Regions from separate parts of the Danio rerio genome. Here region 2 is linked to region 1. The links are chromatin contacts, called in public Micro-C maps. All regions are on one chromosome and are shown on one strand. The core of a region is the stretch at or near the end of the contact, and the rest is flanking DNA. Distances in the headings are between cores, read along the strand shown. Region 1 has its middle 42 kb from the start of krt18a.1. Region 2 holds the start of krt18a.1 (keratin 18a, tandem duplicate 1).

The links. Hi-C and Micro-C count contacts between places; a contact is called where the count stands out from the background.
Region 2: a contact with region 1 is called in a Micro-C map of caudal fin, with 2.9 times the contacts expected there. The contact joins the promoter of krt18a.1 here to the enhancer-like site in region 1. A contact is called at or near these places in 2 of 18 Hi-C or Micro-C datasets (caudal fin and an unstated tissue).

Annotation. Positions count from the first base shown.
Region 1 is chr23:10,417,610-10,423,879 of GRCz12tu, reverse strand. No RefSeq gene overlaps it. Among named protein-coding and RNA genes, the nearest start is that of krt18a.1, 42 kb to the left of the region's middle. Within about 2 kb of position 1,684, at least 38 of the 62 cell types and tissues checked have an H3K27ac peak or open chromatin away from gene starts, as enhancers often do. A contact at or near this core is called in caudal fin, where this site is marked.
Region 2 is chr23:10,460,804-10,466,853 of GRCz12tu, reverse strand. krt18a.1 (keratin 18a, tandem duplicate 1) reads right to left here and starts at 3,816. Exons shown (of 7, transcript NM_178437.2): 1 at 3,308-3,816; 2 at 1,520-1,602; 3 at 1,278-1,434; 4 at 1,015-1,179; 5 at 809-934; 6 at 500-720; 7 at 1-412. The coding sequence starts at 3,736. The coding sequence ends at 298.

The DNA.
Region 1 (6,270 bases), core at 435-2,934:
TCATATTACCCAGTAGCGAAAGTCATCATAGTTGGGTAAACTTCACCATCAAAACTCCATGATGGTGTTATCGAGACTTTAAGAAAAAGAAAACTGATAATAGCAGCCAGAGGAGAGAGCATCAAATTTACTCTCAGCCCCATAGACACTGCATTAGAAACACCTCATATAAGCGGTAATTAGTTTTTTTTTATTTGATGCAAAGATGATATAATGCATATATAAATGCATATAAATGTTCATAAGTTTTTTAAAAATCTAAATATTAAAAAATTTCAAGGAGTTAAGATGCTGATGACCATTAATCGCGTCTTGTGAAAAGGGTCCATATAATTAGCTCCTTTAATAAATGATTTTTTTTTTTTTTGCATTGCCTACAGAACAAACCACTTTTGTCAGATGACTTTCGTAATTAACCTAACTTGCCGATTTAACATAATTAACATAGTTAATCCTTTTAATTGCAATTGAATAGCTAGAAAATAGCTAGAAAAATATTAAGTACTGTTATCACGGTGAAAGGCAAAATAAATGAGTTATTAGAAATGAGTTTTTTAAACTATTTTTCAAATATTATCTCCATTAATCAGCACTTATAGGAAATATTTCACTTATTTAAAACTTAAACAAGTAGAACCACTGAAATGATTGCATACTTTTATTATTTTTAACATATTGATCTTTTTCGTGTACCGTGCATTCATTATTACAATAAATAAAAATGTGATTGCCATCTGGTGTTAATTAATTACACTTCACTTTTCTCTACAGTAGAGGGCAGAAGTACAGTTTGCAGGTGTGTCACAGGTAATTTCACTGCCTTTGCCTTCTCCTTTTACTTTTTTTTTTGGTCACACTCAAGTGGCCTTAACTACTATGTACTTGCATCAAAAAATACATACAATGTACTACATGTGTTTATAATGTATTGCAGACCACTTCTGATGCTCTTAAAGTGGGATACAGGTAGGAATAGGAACAGGTTTGGGGGCATGGGTAGATTTAGGCGTGGGTTAAGGTGTAAAGGATGGACAACAGTGTAATTAAAGATGTAAATTAATTACCAATGTCAAAAGTACATTGTAAAAACATGCATTTACACACTAAGTAACAAATAAATCATTTCAGTTGGTACGTATTCATTGAGGCCACTTAAAATAAATATATAACTTTCAGACTCCTTTTTTCATACTTACTGTTCATCCGCAATATCACAATGAGATAATTTTCACTATGGTGACGCCTCTTTGTTGTGACATATAACTGAAGATGAGTGAAATGAAGCCTCCAGTATCACATGCCCCCCTGCGCACCTAATAAACCATGTTTGGCGTGGTTTCCAAAACAACAGGAGGGGGGAAAGTCAGGGAGGGGACAGCAGGAAAGGCAATCCTCCATGCTGGTCTGAACGCTCCAGACAGCTGTTATCGGGACAATGCACACTCACTGCACAGGAAATAACAGAGTCCTGCTGCCTCAACCCACTTCCATTTGCATTCCTGTTTCTTTCTCCCTCCTTCTCTCTTTCTTTTTTCTTTTTTGTCTGTCCAGACTATTAAAATAAATAAATTGCCATTAAGATATCATGCTCTTTTCCCGCTTATCGTATTCTCGGAGCTTGTTCTCATGCACTCGAGGTCTTCCACACATTGTTGCGCTTTTTTTTTTCACTCTTTCGTCTCTTGCGTAACTCAATCTTTTCTCTTCCCTTTTCTACCCCCATTCTCTTGCAGGGTATTCGAGGACGGCAGATTATTTTTAAAAATCCCCACCACCACCCCCTCACCGCTCTTACTCATACATGCCCACTTAAAAAAAGAGACTTTTCTTTCTCAGTCTTGTTTTTACAGGAACTAAATGTAGATAGATTTACTTACAATGCATAAGTACTTCAGATGTCAGATGTGTTTTCTGAAAACTATTTCATTTTCTGTATAGACTAAAATGAGGTTCTTAAAACAAGACAAATTGAAATTGTGTCAAGAAAAAACATGGAAGTGAATTTTTGTCACATGATAAAAAAAATCTAAATAATTTTTTATTACTTTCTCAAGTGTTTAAAACACTTTTTATCTCGATTTCAGTTTATGTCTTCAATACTGAGTTCAAGATTAATTGTAACTCAGGCTCATTGTTGATATGTACCCCTGCATACATTTCTGGATAGTGAAATATGTGTCAGGAGGTTAGTTTTTTTTTTGTGCAGTTTTTATATTCGTGAATCCACCAGAGGCCGCTGTGTACGCTTTTTCAGATCTCAAATTTGTTTCGCGAGCACCATTCGCACCTGCTGTTCTCACGTAAATCCACTAGAGGCTGCTGTCAACTGACTCACTCACTGACTGACTAAACGATAACCCAATACACCCCTTTCCCTAAACCCCATCGATAGTGTTTTCAAAAGCACAGATTGACCCGCCCACAACCTTCCCTAAACCCAACCAACAGTGTTTTCAAAAGCAATAATTTTAAATGGCCGACTGATTATAACCACATTTTAAGATCTTACCATGTTCTCACCCTGTTATTTACTTGTTCATTTTATTTTTTGCCTTTTGTTTTTGCTTTACCTGCATTCTAGAACCGTTCTATACCAGATTTGAACCCTGTCGTCACCGTTAATTCCTCTTTGTGTCTCAAGTCTGCTAACGTACACAGCGAGCCACTGGGCAAACTGGTAACAGCAGAAAAGCCGAGGTAAACACAGAGGTAAGGGGTCAGCTGGTAGCACAAAAAGAAACAGAAGCCGGCGGCGATGTCATACCACCCCGCAGCATTCGTTTTAAAGATGAAATACAGCCATACATAGCTCTGGCTACATAATTCACGCTCTCCAGAAATGGATACGGGGTACTTTGTTAGAAAGAGCCTGTGTTGATTAAATGTCATTGTCATAAGACGCAAAGTCAGAATTGCTAGAAATAATTTAGCGAGATGTAAACTCAAAATTGCAAAGTTAGATTTGTGAGATGTAAAATATCTAATGTCAGAATAATAAGTAAAGTCAGAATTTCAAGATGTAAAGTCTGATTTGTGAGATAAAAATTCAGAATTACAAGAATTAGGAGATCTAAAGTCAGAATTGCAAAGTCATATTTATGAGAAATGAAGTCATAAATATTAAATGTACTATCAAAAGTATGACAATGTCATAATTTCAAGATAAACTCAGAATTGTGAAGTTATAATTGGTTGTCAGAATTATAAAGTACAAAATCAGAATTAAGGGAATTGCAAGATAAAGACTTGTAGACCTCAAAATTGTACGATAGAAAAGTCAGAAATACAAGAATTATGAGTTATAAAGTAAAAAATGTGAAATGTAAAGTCATAATTATGAGAAATAAAGTCATAATTTAAAAAAATGAAAATTATGAGATATAATATCATAACTGCAAGGTGTAAACTTAGAGTGGCGAAAGTAAAGTTTGAAATGAGAGATAAAGTATCAAATCCTAATTGAAAGAATTGCAAGATAAAGACAGAATTATGAGATGTAAAGTCAGAATTGTATACGCTACAAAGTCAGAAATGCAAGAATTATGACATATAAATTGAGAAATAAGAGATGTGAAGTCAAAATTATGAGATGTAAAGTCAAATTGACAAGAATTATGAGATCTAAAAGTCAAAATTATAAGAATTATGAGATACAAAGTCAGAAGTGTGAAATGTAAACTAAGAATTGTGTAGATAGAATTGGGAGATATAAAGTCAGAGTTGGTTGATATAAAGTCAGAAATGCAGGAATTATGAGATATAAAATGAGAAATAAGAGATGTGAAGTCATAATAATGAAACGGAGAGTCATATTTACAAGAATGATGAGAGCTTAAGTCAGAATTGCAAAAAAAAAAATCATAATTATAAAATGTATGATAATTATGAGATACATGTCATAATTGCAAGATGTAAACTCTGAATAATGAAAGTAAAGTTAGAATTGAGAGATATAAAGTCAGAATTACGAAGTATAAAATCAGAATTGAGAGAATTGTAAGATACAGACAGAATTATGAGTGACATATTTCTGATAGAAAGTCAGAAATACAAAAATTATGAGATATAAAGTCAGAAATACAAAAATTATGAGATATAAAGTCAGAAATGTGAGGTGTAAAGTCATAATTTTAAGATGTAATGTCAAAATTTCAAGTATCATAAGATATAAAGTCAGAATGGCAAAAATAAAGTCATAATTATGAGAAATTAAGTTATAATTATGAGATGTAATATCAGAATTATGAGATACATGTCATAATTACAAAATGTAAACTAAATATGGAAAGTAAATTTAGAATTGGCAGATTCAAAGTCGGAATTATGAAGTATCAAATCAGAAGTGAGAGAATTATGAGGTACAACTTTAAAAATGCAAGATCTATGAGATAGTCAAAATTGCTAGAAATAAAGTCATAATTATGAGAAATATAGCCATAATTATGAGATATAATCTCAGAATTATGAGTACAGTGTCTTAATTGCAAGATGTAAACTCAGTATAGTGAAAGTAAAGTCAGAACTATAAATTATCAAAACAGAAATGAGAGAATTATGAGAAGTAAAGTCAAAACTGCAACAATTATGAAATATAAAGAAATGTGAGATGTAAACTTGTAACAAGTCAGGGTCACACTTACAATTATTGCTATTAATAAACCATTAACTATGACTTTTGCCTCAATTTTGCCTTCAAATTTGCTGCTTATTTATATATAGGTATTAAAGTAAAATTTTAGGATTAAAGATGTAAAATAAGATCATGCAGAATAATGTACTTTATAAGTACCCGGCTCACATCTCAGCCTGCCTGTCGGACATTTCACACTGTATGAAAGATCATCATCTTCAGCTTAACCTCACGAAAACAGAAATGCTTGAAGCTTCTGCCAATCCTACTCTACATCACAACTTTTCAATCAAGATGGACGGGGCAACCATTACTGCATCCAAAATGGTGAAAGCCTTGGAGTAACGGTTGATGACCAACTAAACTTCTCTGACCACATTTCTAGAGCTGCTCGATTGTGCAGATTCGCACTCTACAACATCAGAAAGATCCGACCCTTCTTATCTGAACATGCAGCTCAACTCCTTGTTCAAGCTCTTGTTCTCTCCAGACTGGACTATTGCAACTCTTCTAGCCGGGCTCCCAGCTAACTCTATCAAACCTCTTCAGATGCTTCAGAATGAAGCAACACGAGTGGTCTTCAATGAAGCTAAAAGAGCACATGTCACTCCGCTACTCATCCGTTTGCACTGGCTGCCAGTTGCTGCTCGCATCAAATTCAAAGCTCTGATGATGGCCTACAAAGTGATTTCTGGCTGCGCCCCTTCTTATCTGCTCTTACTTCTGCAGATTTTTGTGCCCTCCAGAAACTTGCGTTCTGTGAATGAATGTCGCCTCGTGGTTCCATCCCAAAGAGGGAAGAAAACACTTTCCCGAATGCTCGCGCTCAATCTGCCCAGCTGGTGGAATGAACTCCCTAACTGCATCAGAACGGCAGATTCACTCGCTGTTTTCAAAAAAAGACTGAAAACTCAACTTTTTAGTCTCCACTTTCCTTACTAATAGGCAGTTCCCTCTCTGACTCCTCCACTAACTACAAAAAAAAAAGACTTGTACTAATGTTTTGCTTCTTACACTGTCTGTACACACCAGAAACTTGCCTATAGCACTTATTCATTGTTGCTCTTATAGTTGTGTAAATTGCTTCCTTGTCCTCATTTGTAAGTCGCTTTGGATAAAAGTGTCTGCTAAATGACTAAATGTAAATGTAAATGTACCAATAAACAGCCAATATCTTAATAACAGACTGGTAATAAGCCACCAGTTAGTAGTGAGAATTGGTATACTTAAACTAAACCAAAGTGTTACCAATGTCAGAATTGTGAAAAGGGAAACGCAAATCCATTTGCTTTACATCTCCAAGTCAGAATATAAATATGAGATATAACCCAAGCTTGCATCATAGAGTAAAAGTGAAATTTGAATACATGTACCATACACATTAAGCACACATTTATTTGTAATGTTTAAAGATTTATACTTAAATATATAACAAAAGACTAGCATTTTCTTTTCTTATTTTTGCAGGGGCTCACATAAACACTTCTAAGAGAATTTGCAACGCTTCCAAGTCACACGACATAAACAAACACGCTGTCATGTGTGCTCTGCTTGGGTGGATCCTATGTGAGTAAACTAATGTAAATACTGTCAGCACTAGAGAGTGGTCTAGTGAGTAGTGCTTCATTAACACCGTCTGC
Region 2 (6,050 bases), core at 2,567-5,066, 41 kb before region 1:
ACAATTGGTGATCGTAAACATTTACTGTCATTACAAAAATATCTAAAAGGTTTTCGTAGTGTTCTGTGACCTTTGGTCTTTTTTGGATGTAGTTATTAAAATGTAAGTTTTTTTTAATTAATGTTGAAATGTACTGGCTAAATCTCATTGCACACAACATGTGCTTTGAGATGCTTACAATAAGGCACTTTGGAATAAATAGACACAGTATCTAATGTGTTAAGTTGTAAGATCGTTTTATCAATAGCCCATGAGGTTTTTCTGATGTGTTGCGGCTCATCATCTGAAATTGGATGTTTAAAGTTTCCTCTCCTTGGTTTCTGTGCTTGAGGACACAACCTTTCCATCCACCAGCGTCTGCGTGACCGTCATCACTTTGACCTTCTTCTGCTCTTCAAGAGCATCCTGGAGTCTGCAGGAGAGAGGATATTTGTTACAAACCATACAAAATAAATCTACTCAAATGTGCATGCACTTTCTTCTTCAGAGGTAAACTTACTTGAAGTCTCCACCATCCAGTAGCCTCCTGTAGGTGGCGATTTCTGCCTCCAGCTTCATCTTTATGTTCAGCAGAGCCTCGTACTCCTGCGTCTGATGCTGGATGTTACCGCGCAGTTGTGTGAGCTCAGCCTCCAGCTGCAGAATGATAGTGTTGAGATTCTCGATCTCCATGTTGTATCGCATTTCTGTGTCCCGCAGAGTTCCCTCCAGTGACCCTTTCTGAAAATCGCAACAATCATAACCCAAGAGTTAAGGATTGAATTTTCAATTCCGAATGTCTACGATGAGTACAAGAAAGCAAACTCACCAGGTTCTTCTGTGATTCCAGCTCGATCTCCAATGTCTGAATTTGTCTGCGAAGTTCGTTAACCTCTGAACGGGCACCCTGGAGGGCCTCTGTGTTCTGCGTGACTTGTACCTGAACCTCTGTGATCTAGAGAGAACATTTAATTTCACATTAGCTTCAACATGTTAGAGTTCATTGCAAATGAAGGATTGTCTTTTAGGATGTACCTGAGATTCATGCCAGGCCTTCAGCTCCTCCTGGTTCTTCAGGGCCATCTTCTCGTACTTGGCTCTGATCTCTTCCATGATCTGGGAAAGGTCTTGTCCCTTAGGAGCATCAACGTCCACCTGCACTCCGGACTGGGAGATTTGGTTACGAAGCTCCATTACCTCCTGTTGGGTGGAGAAGCCGTAAAATATGTCTTAAAGCAACGCCTTTAACGAATTACGAGGTGGACAAATGTTTCCAGATGTGCCAGATGTGTACTCACATTGTCATGGTTCTTCTTAAGGAAGATGAGCTCTTCTTTGAGGGCCTCGATCTCGCTCTCAAGGTTCATGCGGTTCAGGTTGGTGTCATCGATGACCTTTCTTAGGCCGGTGATGTCGGCCTCCACACCTTGGCGGATGGACAGCTCAGATTCATACCTGAAGGCACAACAAAGGTCAATGAGTCTCTGTTGATTTTGAGAGCTTCCAATGAGGTCAAAATTATTTGTTTGCTGCTACTCACTTGACTCTGAAGTCATCAGCTGCCAGGCGGGCGTTGTCAATCTGGAGCACTAGGCGAGCATTGTTTGTGGTGGCATCAAAGATCTAGAGCCAAAAAAGAAATCATTGGAGTCAGTCAGAAATCTTGCTCCAAAGAGATGGGACATCACCATCAAGCAGCTATGACACACAAACCTCACCTGACTTGAACTCTCTGGCAAATTTGCATCTTTTAATGAATGACTATCACTGACCAAATATTTTTTAACTGGAGCTTCATCATTCTTGGTTTGCTTAGATAAGAGCTACTGAAGGACAAAGTCCATTTCACAGTTTGTGGGATAATCATTAACCAACAGTTGGAGTGGCTGGTGTCTGTGTGATAGTTGTAAATTTAATTGTGTGATGGGAGAAACAGGGGTGGAGTTGGAGTTCCTGTTTTTTGTCAGCTGATTTACTTTGTTTTGTAAATGCTTTCCATCATTGTAAGCCAGCATATCCTGGCATCATGGAATAGGGCGGAGACATATGGCTGCTAGTGAGCTCAACACATTTTTCCATACACTAATGGGTGTTGACCGTTTATCATACTAACTGTTGTCCATAGTATGCTTTAATTTGAGTAAATGTTTTTTCCCCCTTTTTTCTCTAAATAAATAAATACAAATAATATAATATAATACAATATTAATAACAATAATAATAATAATAATTATTATTATTATTATATATATACTAATAATAATATACTATAATGTGTAATAATAATTATATATATATATAATTAATATAATAATAATAATAATAATATACATAATACAAATATATAGCATAATATCAATAAATATAATAATATCAATAAATATAATAATAATATATATTTAAATAATTTTTCAAAAATTTTTCAAACTTTTTTAATTGAAATACGGTTTCAGTGCCAAATTTTACATATCTTTTCATCAGGATAATCTCCTATTAAAACTCCTATTTAATTTAGTTGCAGTGAGAATGCCTGAGAAATGAGAAATTAATTATTTTAATTTAATCTACTCATAACTTGCTACATAGTCTCTAAAGAATGAAAAATCAATCATTCTGATAACAGCGTCTGCTTATCAGTGACATTAGTTTTAAAAGTCAGCTTCAAGGTGTGAAACTGACCCTAATGGGTATTTTATCATTAGCAGTATCTGCTTTATGAACTCAAACCTTTCAAGATTAGCACTCATTTAGTACATGAAAGAAGTTGGCTATGTTTGTAATTTCTCTAAGATAGCTCAGACTGCGTTTTCAGGAAAGTCTCACATCTGGTCGCATTTTGTCCTGTCTGAACTCCCTCAGCTTTTCCATTTCCCTGATGACACACACAGACGCTAAAACATCTCAGTTTCCAAACTAATCCATCCTCAGGGAACAAACAAACATCTGTATGTGTAAAAAGACAATGATAAACACAGGACGGAGATGCTTACTCACCGGAAAACCGGCTGTAAGCAGAATTTACAACAGCCGTCCCGTAGAGAGAAACCACCCCCTCCCCCATGCCTTCCCCTCTTTTCAGTTTCACCCATAGTTTTTTTTTTTTTTTGGTTGTTTGCCAATCAGTGCTGACCATCAGTAAACTCTCACTCAACCCTTTTAAATCAAGCCAACATTAAACGACAATGAAATGCTTTTGTTTTGTTACTTTATGTCTTGAAGCCCAATAAACATCCCCTAGACTGTTAATAAACATAACCCAGCACAATTAGACTGTCACATTAAGTTCTTTATAGAGGCCATAAAGCTTCTCCTGGCGTTTCCCACTCACCTTCTTGCGCAGCTCATCAACGATTGGCTGGAAGCGGCTGTAGTCGTGGACATCAGGACCTCTCTTCTCTAGGGCCTCCCGGATCTTCAGCTCCAGCTTGCTGTTGGCCTGCTCCAGGATCCTCACTTTCTCCAGATAGGAGGCCAGACGGTCGTTCAGGTTCTGCATGGCCATCTTCTCATTGCCCATGATCTCGCCTGTGCTACCACTTGCACTCACTTGGATGGAGCTGGACATCGAGGGAACTCCCAGTCCACTGCGGACTCCTGAGTAGGAGGCAGAGGAGATGCGGGTTCCTTGGCCTCCAGCGCCACCGTAGATGCTCGCAGCCCTGTAAGTCGGCACATTGGTGGTGCGCTTGATAGACACCTGGGACACTGGCACCTGGGAGGTGGAGGAACGCACGCTGTAGCTTGTTCTCAGACTCATGGTCGCTGGTGTAAGTGAGCAGACGAGTGAATGAAGGCCTGGAGAGAGGTAGAGCTCAGTAACACAGCAGAGCAGAGCACAGGACATGAGACACACTCGCTGGGTTTATGAACACGCAGCTCTTGGATAATCCCGCCCTGAGCCCCTCCCCACAGCCAATCACATTTCAACAGGTCTTGCAAGCGGCCCTGCGGGTTCTCAGAATGAATGCCTTTAGTAAGTTTGTTATTACAAGTGGCTCCGTTTTCTCTGTATGAAATGTTCTTAGCATCTGGAGTTTTTTTTGTTTGGAGGTTTTTTAATTATGCAGTCAAGTTATTATCTAAATATTTGAACATCGTTGATATACATCTCTCTGATAAAGATGTACTAAGCTAAAACTACTCTTACTTTAAAGTTTTATACTTTACCATCAGTTAACTAGTTTTTTTTAATCATGAAACAAGACTCAGCAATGCTTTTAACAACTGTGAAAACTGAAATGAAGCTGCTGTAAAACCCAACAATCAACTTTATCAAATGAAATTAGTGTAGGTAACTCAAAATATACTGAAAGTTAATTCTACTCATTTTAAACGAGCTTTGAACTCAGTGTTGAAGGTAATGAATACCATACTCATTACTTCACTTTAAATGGAGTAAGTTCACAGTACGCATATAGATTAGTTTTTAGCTCAAATAGTTTGTAGCAGTCGGTTTACCTAAACGGTTTGAGTTGCCTTTACTTATTAGGTTTTACAGTTCTCAGTTGTTTTGATTTCCCTTCATTTTATTTGGTTTTACACAGTAAAAAGTAATTATTTACTTAAAACAAGTTTACTAATTGCTTTAAAAGCAACAAGTTGACTTTACAAAAATAATGTAAGTAATCCTATTGTAACTTGGAACCGTTAAGGTGTCTTAATTTTTATAATTATGCTAATTATACTTACTTTTTTAAGTCAAAAAATCCCTTTTTACAGTCTCAGACTATTTAAGCACGTCTGTTTTCACATAATTAATGAAGTTATTACAATATTACATAGTTGGTGCTTCATTAAGTCTAGAAAATCTATAGCCTGTATTAAATTTAGAAGACACACTGGAGTCTGGAAGAGCAGATTTATTTTAGTTACTGAATGTTATTTTAGATACAGAAAAGCTGGGGCAAAAAAACAAACATGATAAAGGTGTATTGGAAAAAACTGATTAGTTTACTTTTATTTAAAAAGTAAATACAATTTGCATAATTGTAAAAAATTAAATCAACTTAATAGTTTCAGGTTACAATGGGTTTACTTACATTATTATATTTAAGTCAATGTGTTGCGTTTAAAGTTATTTAAGGTTTACTTGCTTTAAGTAACTAATCACTTTTTACACTGGGCTCAAATTGTTTCGTGTACTCAAATTGATTAAGTTCACCCTACTCATATAGATTTGTTTTGTGAACTCAAACGGTTTGTAGCAATCGCTTTCCTCAAATGATTTGAGTTGCCTTAACTAATTGGGTCTTACAGTACTCAGTTGGTTTGAGTTCTCTTCATTTATTGGGTTTTACTGTGTTCAAATTGCTTCATGTACTCAAATGGATTAAGTTCACAGCACTCTTTAGGATTAGATTTTGAACTTTAATGGATTGTTGCAATCGGTTTCCTGAATTGGATTGAGTTACCGTAACTTTTTGGGTTTTAAGTTGTGTTTCAACTTCATCAATGTTCTTATCTTCATCAAAACTTCATCTATGTTAAGCTGTTTAGGCAATATCAACATTGTAAAAGTGCTATAGAAATAAAAACGATTTTAATTAAAACTTAATAATAATTAGCATTACTTGTGAAATTGTATCATAAATATACTAATGTACTATAAAACCTTTTTACGCTAAATCAGAGATTTATATTTGCTGTAAATAAATCTATCATTAAAGAACAAAACTTTTATTACTATCAATTAATGTTAATTTATAAACACTTTAGTAACTTTAAGTACTTTAACTGATCATAACTTAATGTACAACACTTTAAAAATTGATAGTTATTTCTGAATAATACACGTAATTAATAAATAATTTCTCTTGTCAGTTTGCAGTTACAAATTCATTAATGTTAGCATTTGTTTTAAACTGTTTCTGCTTGTTAACACAACTCTTGTGTTAGGAAATGTCATTTTTTATTAGTATGAAATATACCTGCACTATTAAGTAACTCTCTTACAGTAAAATCCAAACTTGTTAGACACTCCCGTTGGGAAACCATTATGTTTTGCAATTTTTCGACTCCTTTTTTTTCATCACATACTGTAAAGCGAAAAAACAAATCAAGTTGCTGCAAGC